2 separate regions of the Anser cygnoides genome follow, and region 1 is linked to region 2. A link is a contact called in public Hi-C data. All regions are on one chromosome and are shown on one strand. The core of a region is the stretch at or near the end of the contact, and the rest is flanking DNA. Distances in the headings are between cores, read along the strand shown.

What was found. Hi-C and Micro-C count contacts between places; a contact is called where the count stands out from the background.
Region 1: a Hi-C map of liver shows a contact between it and region 2, with 11 times the contacts expected there. The contact joins the promoter of COASY here to the promoter of NBR1 in region 2. A contact is called at or near these places in 2 of 7 Hi-C or Micro-C datasets (both in liver).

Annotation. Positions count from the first base shown.
Region 1 is chr22:6,874,291-6,878,517 of Taihu_goose_T2T_genome, forward strand. It overlaps COASY (Coenzyme A synthase), which reads right to left and starts at 2,611. Exons shown (of 10, transcript XR_007159364.2): 1 at 1,994-2,611; 2 at 1,358-1,572; 3 at 1,139-1,270; 4 at 479-668; 5 at 122-186. HSD17B1 (hydroxysteroid 17-beta dehydrogenase 1) reads right to left here. Exons shown (of 5, transcript XM_066981557.1): 3 at 4,218-4,227; 4 at 3,936-4,119; 5 at 3,268-3,516. The coding sequence ends at 3,346.
Region 2 is chr22:6,623,296-6,627,540 of Taihu_goose_T2T_genome, forward strand. NBR1 (NBR1 autophagy cargo receptor) reads right to left here and starts at 2,116. Exons shown (of 21, transcript XM_013200897.3): 1 at 1,813-2,116. The coding sequence starts at 1,914. BRCA1 (BRCA1 DNA repair associated) reads left to right here and starts at 2,273. Exons shown (of 23, transcript XM_013200906.3): 1 at 2,273-2,511; 2 at 3,000-3,098; 3 at 4,100-4,153. The coding sequence starts at 2,459.

The DNA.
Region 1 (4,227 bases), core at 1,361-3,860, 250 kb after region 2:
CCAGGAATACGGTCAGGAACGTGGCAGCAGCTCAAAGGGCTGCAGACCAAGAAGCCCCGGCACAGAGGGAGAGCTCTTTGCTCGGGAGATTAAATATTGACATTCCCCGCGCTGCTTTTACCTGGTTTCCAAACACTTTGGCCCCAAGGACTTTCCTGTTAATCGTCCCGTCTTCGTTCAAGATTTCTGGAAGACAGAAGGGGAACGTGTTTGGGACGGGATGAACCCAGCTGACGCCCCCGTGGTACGATTAGGCCCACGGGGCAGAGCAGGACTTCAGCACAGGACCCTAAAGGGCCCCACGGTGCAGGATCTGACCCAGGATCTCCTTATCACACTCCAGAAGAGGACGGACACGCAGCAGCTCAGCCCAGGCTTCCAAACCAGCCACTTTAAAGCAGCCCCGACACGGGGCACGGAGGACTCGGGGAAAACTTTGCCCCGCCGGGACCACCCAGCCGTCCCCACGGAGCCCTACCTGCCCCAAACGCTGCCACCACCCGCTCGTAGGCAGGGCCCCCGGGGAGGTAGACGGCGTGGCCCAGCTTGTCGGCGTCGATGAGGAAGGCTCCGAGCTGCCCCAGCAGCCTGGCGATGGAGGTTTTGCCGCTCCCGGTGCCTCCGGTCAGGCCGATCACATAGGGGCGAGACGGCAAGGTGGGGGCTTCCTGCGGGGACGGGGGCTGCTGTCAGGCGGGGGGGTGGCGCACGAGGATCCCGCGGGCATCGTGGCAGCTCCCGGCCCTGCAGAGCGGGGGCTTGTCCTTCCCCGGGGCTGGGACACGGCGAAGGCAGGCAGGCAGACCTCCAAACGTCCCCTCTGCGGCAGGGGACGGGCTGGCTCCAGCAGCCCAGGCTGCCGTCCCTGCAGCTCCCCAGCTTCACAGGGGCATCGAGCTTTCACCCCGTAACTCACCCAAATGGGCACCGGGGCAAACCCCGACCAGCGCCTGCTTTCTGCCCCGTATTTCGCCCAGATTTGCTCCATGCCTCGGGCCAGGAGTTCAGGCCAGGAGCACCACGGGCATCTTTAGGGACGCTTCCCAAAGCCAGGAGTGGGGTCCAGCCCGTTCCTGGGTCCCACAGCCCCTCCGGACCCCTAACACCATTATAAGCCCTCCGAGCATTCTCCCCTCACCCGCGGGGGCCGCAGCAGCGTCCCGAGCAGCCTCTGCCGCAGGCTGGAGGAACTGATCTTCTCCTCCTCGTTCTGGCCGTGCTCGGGGTCCTTGATCAGCTGGATCTCAAAGAGCTCCAGCGCAGCGAGCCCCTGCCAGGAGAAGGCACCCACTGAGCCGCCGGCGGCCCCCGCAGGCGGCGGTGGGGCTGGGAGGTCTCAGCCCCCTCCCCAAATTACATTCTCGAGTCTCTTCTTGTTCACCGCCTCCCCGCCCTTGCGCGTCTCCTCGCTGACGACGATGCAGCGCAGCTCGGGGTCCGTGACCGCGGGGCCGTAGGGGTCGGCCAGGGGCACAATGTCATAAAGCACCGAGGGCTTCACGTCCGCCAGGAACTCGCGCAGCTTGGCGGCCCGCAGCTCGTAGGGCTCGATCAGCTCCTTCAGCACCTTGTCTGCAGGGCGCGGGTGAGGGCGGAGGGGCTGAGCGCGGGGCCGCGACGCGCGCGGCTCCGGGGCGGCGATGGAAAATGGGAAGGGAGAGGGGGAGAGGAACCTGTCCTGGGGTTCGGGGGCCTGCCTTCTCCAAATCCCGGTGGGTCTCCCGCTGCCACCCCAAATCCCGGTGGGTCTCCCGCTGCCACCCTACCCGCGGTGGCACTGGGGCGCGGGGACACTGGGGTGCAGGACCCTCAACCCCCTTCCCACCGGCCTCCCCCCAAGACCCTCCAGGCTTCCCAAGTGCTTTCACGGGGCAAACTCCCCACCAACCCCAACCCCCCCCCGTGACCCTCTCCCACCTCCCCTACCCCCGGGGCCGTCCCCGCGCCCTCCCCACATCCCCAGCAGCCCGCCGCCAGCCCCCGCGGCACTCACGGCGGAGCAGCTCCCCGTCCGCCACCCCGACCAGGAGCCTCCGGCGGGCCAGGACGCAGCAGGCGCTGAGCAGCAGCCGGTGGGCGCCGTGCAGCCGGTCGAAGGTGCCCCCGACCACCACGTCGGGGTAGGCGGGCAGCTCCCCCTCGGAGCCCTCGGGGGTCGCCCGGGGGCCGTCGGGGCCGTCCAGCAGCAGGGCCGGTAAACCGGGGGGGCAACCGTAAGCGGCGGCCGCCAGCTGCCGGAGCCCGAAGCTCACCGGCCCCTCGTCGCCCGCCCCCCCGTCGGCCAGCAGGACCCGGGGCGGCTCCGCCAGGCGGTGCCCGTGGCCCAGCAGGACTCGCACGTCCAGCCCCCGGTGCGCCGCCGCCGCCGAGTAGAGGGCGGCCAAAGCCCGGAGCAGGGCCGGGGCTGGCGGCGGGGCGGCGGGGAGCGGCGCGGGGCCCCCCAGGAGCAGCCCCGGCTGCAGGTGCACGTAGAGCGGCCCCGCCACCGGCCCCGCCGCCGCCGCCAGGGCAGCCGCCGCCCGGCCCGGTACCGAGCCCAGCGGGGCCGTCAGCACCAGCAGCCCCGACGGGAACGGCGCCATGGCCCCGCCGGAAGACGGAGCCCGCCCGGAACGCGTCACCGGCCCGCCCCGGCGCCGCCCCGGCAGCGGAGCGGGGCCGGCATCGCCGCCCCGGGGGGGGTTTGGGGCGGCGGAGGGGACGCGAGGGGCCGGGACCGCCCGGTAGAGCCCCGGGGCTGCTCGCTGCAGGCTCGGTTCTGCCCGCTGCAGGCTCGGTGCCGCCGCTGCAGGCTCGGTGCTGCCCGCTGGGGGCTCCGTTCCGCCGCTGGAGGCTCGGTGCCGCCGCCGGAGGCTCGGTACCGGCTGCCCCCACCCCGCTACTGCATGCTGGAGCCCCGGTACTGCCGCCCGTACCCCGCTATCGGCTGCTCAAACAGCCCCGGTAGTGCCCGCTGGAGCCCCGGTACCAGTCACTGAAACAGCCCCGGTACCGGCTGCCCAGCCCCAGTACCGGCTTCCCAGTCCCAGTACCAGCTGCCCACCCAGCCCCAGTACCGGCTGCCCAGCCCCAGTACCGGCTGCCCACCCAGCCCCATTATCACCCCCTTGATCCCCCATACCCCCCACTCGAGCCACCCCCCCCCCACGGGAGCCCCAGTACCAGCCACCCACTGCTGGCGATGCCCACCCCCCACCCCCCACCCCCCCATCCTTGCCCCCTGCCGGTGCTGCCCTGCCCCACAAACAGCAGGGACGGAGCCGGAGCTGCGCAGCAGCAGCGGGGGTTTATTGCCGGCACCAGGGGACCCATCCCCAGCCACCGGTGCTCTCCCGGTGCCGGTGCTCAGGGCTGGTCCCCGCCGTCTTCATCGGGGCCGAAGACGAAGTCGTGCATGGCCCGCACGTAGTCAGAGCCGTCGGGGCTGGCCAGCTTCAGGCGCGCCAGCGGGGCGAAGAGCTGGGTGGTGACGCAGCGCAGGGGTGGGCAGGGGGTGCCGATGGCATCCAGGAACACCTGGCACCGCAGAGGGCTCAGCCCCGGCCCCGAGCCCCCATCCCGTCCCATCCCATCCCATCCCATCCCATCCCATCCCATCCCATCCCATCCCATCCCATCCCCATCCCCAACCCCAACCCCATCCCCAACCCCATCCCATCCCCATCCCCAACCCCATCCCATCCCCATCCCCATGCCATCCCCAACCCCATCCCATCCCCATCCCCATCCCATCCCCATCCCCATCCCCATGCCATCCCTATCCCCAACCCCATCCCATCCCCATCCCCATCCCCATCCCATCCCATCCCATCCCATCCCCATCCCATCCCATCCCCATCCCAGCCCAACCCATCCCCATCCCCATCCCCATCCCCATCCCATCCCCATCCCCATCCCCATCCCCATCCCCATCCCCATCCCCATCCCCACCCTACCTGCAGCACCTCCTCCACCTCCTGGGCCGCGTCGCGGAAGAGGCCGCGGCAGTGCCGCAGGTAGCGGCGGTAGAGGCGCTGCGTGTCGGCGTCCAGCCCCTGCAGCTCGCTGCCCTCGGGGTCGGCGCGCTGCAGGTTCTGCAGGAAGCCCGTGCGGACCGGCCCGCACTCCACCAGCGTCACGCTGCGGGAAGGAGCAGCCCCACGGGGGGGGGCCGTCAGCCCCGAGCCCCTCCGGCCGCAGGCTTCGCGCCCCTTCCCCGCGCCGCCGCCGCCACTCACTGGATGTTGA
Region 2 (4,245 bases), core at 866-3,365:
GGCTCAAGCACACTTCAGTATTCTTTACCTACGCAAACTGCATTTTTCCTCCCAAAGATTGCTGTACCTGAGGCACGTGCTGTCAGCCTGGATCTAACAGAAGAGGACTGGCAGCCTTGGAAGACAGCAGATGGCTGGGATTTACCTGGCCTCACAAGATGCTACTTTAATTACCGAATGTGCCTGTCAGGGCCTTCCAGTGATACAGCCCCAATTAATTTGGGGAGTGCAGCACGAGAACCAACTCGGTTGAGAAGAAACTCCAATTTTAAGTCTCTCTCTCTCTACATCACCCCCAGATTGTTGCCCCAAACTCCAGCTAGAACCAGAGATGCGGCTATCCTTTACAAACACTAGACACTTTGACAGTAAAAAACCCAGGGAACAGTTTAGCCGGCACTGCCTCGAAGCAGCAATCCGCACAGCACAGTGCAGACAGCCAGCAGTACGTCCTGGGTTAAGGAAGCAACGTTAAGAGAGGTCCACACGTGGAACAAGCCCACCTTCGCTCCGAGCGCTTAAGAGCGACACCGCGCCCACACTGCAACCTGCTTCCAGCCTTGATACAAGCAGGACTCTGACCCGTTCAGGCGTTCCTGCAGGGGCTATGTGCTACCAGCTGTTCTAAGGCTGACCTAGCACCTCTTCTACGAGACTCAAACAGAAGGAGGACAGCAGCTGACCTTCTACAAGACTCAAATACAAGGAGGAAAGCAAATGATGCAGCTCACGCTTTTAATTTGAGGCAGTGACCATGCAAGAACCTTCCACAAGGTAGGCTATATTACCCATTTTTTTGGCTCTCTCTTAAGATACAACTTTTAGAACAACACAGAACAACCAGAAGAGCTACTAGAAAATTAAATCAACTTGATTAAAAGTTAAATCAACTTGATTAAATTCATCACTGCTGCTTCATCCTAACTCTGGGAATTCTAACTGCACAACATAAACCACATCCAACAAAAGTGTCTTCACTAAATAGCACTGGAAAAGCTAGACACAATCTCCTCGGTATGTCAAGTATCTGATACGCACATCTTCACAAACACCTGCCTAGGTATGCAAGGCCTGCTGGCAAGAACAGTTATAGCCACACGGGTACAAAAGGCACCAGGAAACTAAAAGCATGCATTAGCGACTAGACATCCCAGAGGATTAAAAAAAAAAAAAAAAAAAAGAGAGAAGAGAGAGAGAAAGAGAGAAATCCTCTGTAAGTAACAGAGAAGGGCTAAAGTTGCGCCGGGGAGGTTTAGGTAGGATATTAGGAAGAACTTCTTTACTGAAAGGGTTGTTAGGCATTGGAACAGGCTGCCCAGGGAAGTGGTTCAGTCACCATCCCTGGAGATCTTTAAAAGACGTTTAGATGTAGAGCTTAGTGATATGGTTTAGTGGAGGACTTGGTAGTGTTAGATCAGAGGCTGGACTGGGTGATCTTGGAGGTCTCTTCCAACCTAGATGATTCTGTTATCCAACCACATCTACTCAAATGGGCAAAAGAATGGGAAAGCAAAAAAAAAATGGGTAAGCAAAACCGAGCATCGCCAACTGGAATAGAGCAGAGCGCACAGCTCAGGCTGCCTGCCCCCACCCAAAACCAAACCAAACCAAACCAAACACCAACCCCACAACCAACCCATCAGAAACGTTCTCCAGAACAGGCTTTTCACCCCACTCCAAACATAAAACGATCCCAAAAGGCTCCAACACCCCCCGAGGCGGCAGAACCGCAAAGCACTCCGCACAGCAACACCCCCCCACCCCCTTTAACCCCCAGGCGCCGGACAAGAAGGAGCCGGGCCCCAGACTCACCATGGCCTCCACGTCGGCCCACGTCGTGTGCGCCGAGTCGGAGACGAGGAAGCTCTGGGTCTCCCCGCGGCAGCTGACGCGGAGGTTCACCTGCGGCTCCATGGCCCGCTCCTCGCGGCGAGAGGCCCCGGGAGACCCCTCAAGAGGGCCCGGGGAGGCCCCTCAGACAGCCGCTGGCCCAGCCGAGAAAGGCCCAGGAGCCAGAGCCCCTCAGCTCCGCCACCTCAACCCCCGCCACCCCCCTCAGCTCGCCCCCGGCCCGGCCGAGCCGAGCCCTGCCGCCCCTCAGCGCCCTGCCGGCCCTAACATGGCGGACAGACCCCAGCCAGCCCCCCCCGCCCTCCGCTCGATGCTATTGGTCGCCCGCCCTGTCGCTCAGCCGTCCCGCCACGCTGGTTGGTCGGGAGGCGGGGCCGCGCGCGGTGGAAGCACAACAATAACACAGCCCGGGGAAGCCGGAAGCGGGAGGACGGGCGGCGAGCCAACGGCCGCGCACTTCCGGTGCTCCCACAATGCAGCGTGCCGCACGGGCGCAACTCCCGTTGAGGAGCCGGAGGTCACGAGGGAACATCACAGCCAATCAGACACCTCGTTCCCCGCCGTGGCAACAGAGGGAGGGCCCTTCGCCAAAAAAGCAGCGAATAAGATGGCGTTTCTCGGACCGCGTGACGCAGTCGGCGAGTGCGATTGGCTGTTCGGGTGTGTTGTTTTTCTGGCTGGCGGAAAGGGCGCGAAATGCGACAGGGCAGCGGTGGGCGGGTGAGGAGCAGGGGGGAGCGGTGCGGCCTCCGGGCGGCTTCCTCCTCCCGGCCTCCTCCCGGCCTCCTCCCGAGCCGCAGCCCTGGGAACGGCCGCGGGGCTCCCCCCTGCGCCCTTCAGGCCGTGCGGCGGGGCCCGGAGCCGTCCCGTGGCGCTTTCGGGTCCTCCTTGGGTGCGGGAGGCTCGGGAAGCCTCGCCCCGGAGCCAGGGGCTGAGGTTCGGGCCCGGGGCTGAATCTTCAGGGCTGAATTTTTGGGGTAGCCCCGCGTAGAGCCGGGGGTTGGGCTCGGTGATCCCTGCGGGTCCCTCCCAGCTCGGGGTATTCCGCGATTCCGTGGCCCTCGTGGCGTGTGGGGGGAAAACGTTATCACAGAGCGGGACGGTCCAGGAACGCAACCGATTATTCGTGTTTTTCTCACTGTTTGCAGGTATTTCGGGCCGCGAAGCATGGACCTGGCCGTGGTTGCCGTTGGAGAGGTGCAGAACGTGCTCTTGGCTATGCAGAAGAACTTGGAGTGCCCTATTTGGTACGGCCGGGGAAGCGCACAACGTTGGGGTTTGGTCTTTATTTCTTCCTCTTCTGGTGAAGCGTTTTGTGAGTGGCGTGGTCATAAGAAAATATAAGGAGTAATGTTTTAAAATGAGTTAACTTTGATGTTATCTAAGAGCAAATGCAAGACAGGAAGTGCATTTTGCTTGTACGTTCTGGCAAGCATTGTTTTTGTGTTGCCACCTCCGTGAGTCGGTGCTCTATCCAATTGAAGTTAAAAAAAAAAAAAAACTTATCCACATAACTTATCTGATTAGAGCATTGTTTGTAAAGCCATGTGGATCTTTGTCACTGAAAGGTAAGTGTGGTTTGTACTTCTGCAATGTAAGCAAATGCAAAAATAGCATAACTTCTGTCTAATGCCTAGATATTTACAATGTCTGATCAGTTGTTAAAGGACTTATTGCTGGTGAACTGTGTTGCAGATTTTTTTTTGTCTATTGTGGCAAATATTTTTAAATCCTTAAGTCTTCCTTATGTGTATTTAACATGTTACATTACTGCCTTTGGTGAACCAAAATAATTTTCGTGTCGATGACATCATTTACTGCAAAAGCACAGAGTAGAAAATATAGAATGTCTATAGAGCTACACAGGAGGGGGAGAAAAAAGACTTGAATCCTAATTCTTCTGAAAAGGCAGCATGCTTCTTGCTGAGGTGTGACTGCTGGATGGGTGGCTTGGTTATTCATGGACTTAATGTCACAAGAGCAAGAATGGAAACTTTCCTATATCTACTGTTTTTAAGACATAAAGGTATATATTTTTTTGTTTTCTATTACATGGGCTTCTGTACCTTTCCTTGACAAAGGCCTTTGCCCTTTGCATGGGAGGTCAGAATTGAAAGAGAAGCTGTTAGTGTTCCAACACCAAGTTTAAATTCAGGAAAGTGACTGTATTTTTGAAGCTCGTTTTGTTGCTGCTGTTTTTAAACAAGAACACAGAAGTTATGTTTTCCTTTTCTATTTTTTTCTGCAGCTTGGATGTAGTGAAAGAGCCAGTTTCAACAAAATGTGATCACATATTCTGCAGGTAGGTTTGCAAACTTATAATTGCAATGCTTAGTCACTCTGTTCTTATTCACAGAAGTATTATACTACTTTACTACTAAAGATGCATACTGT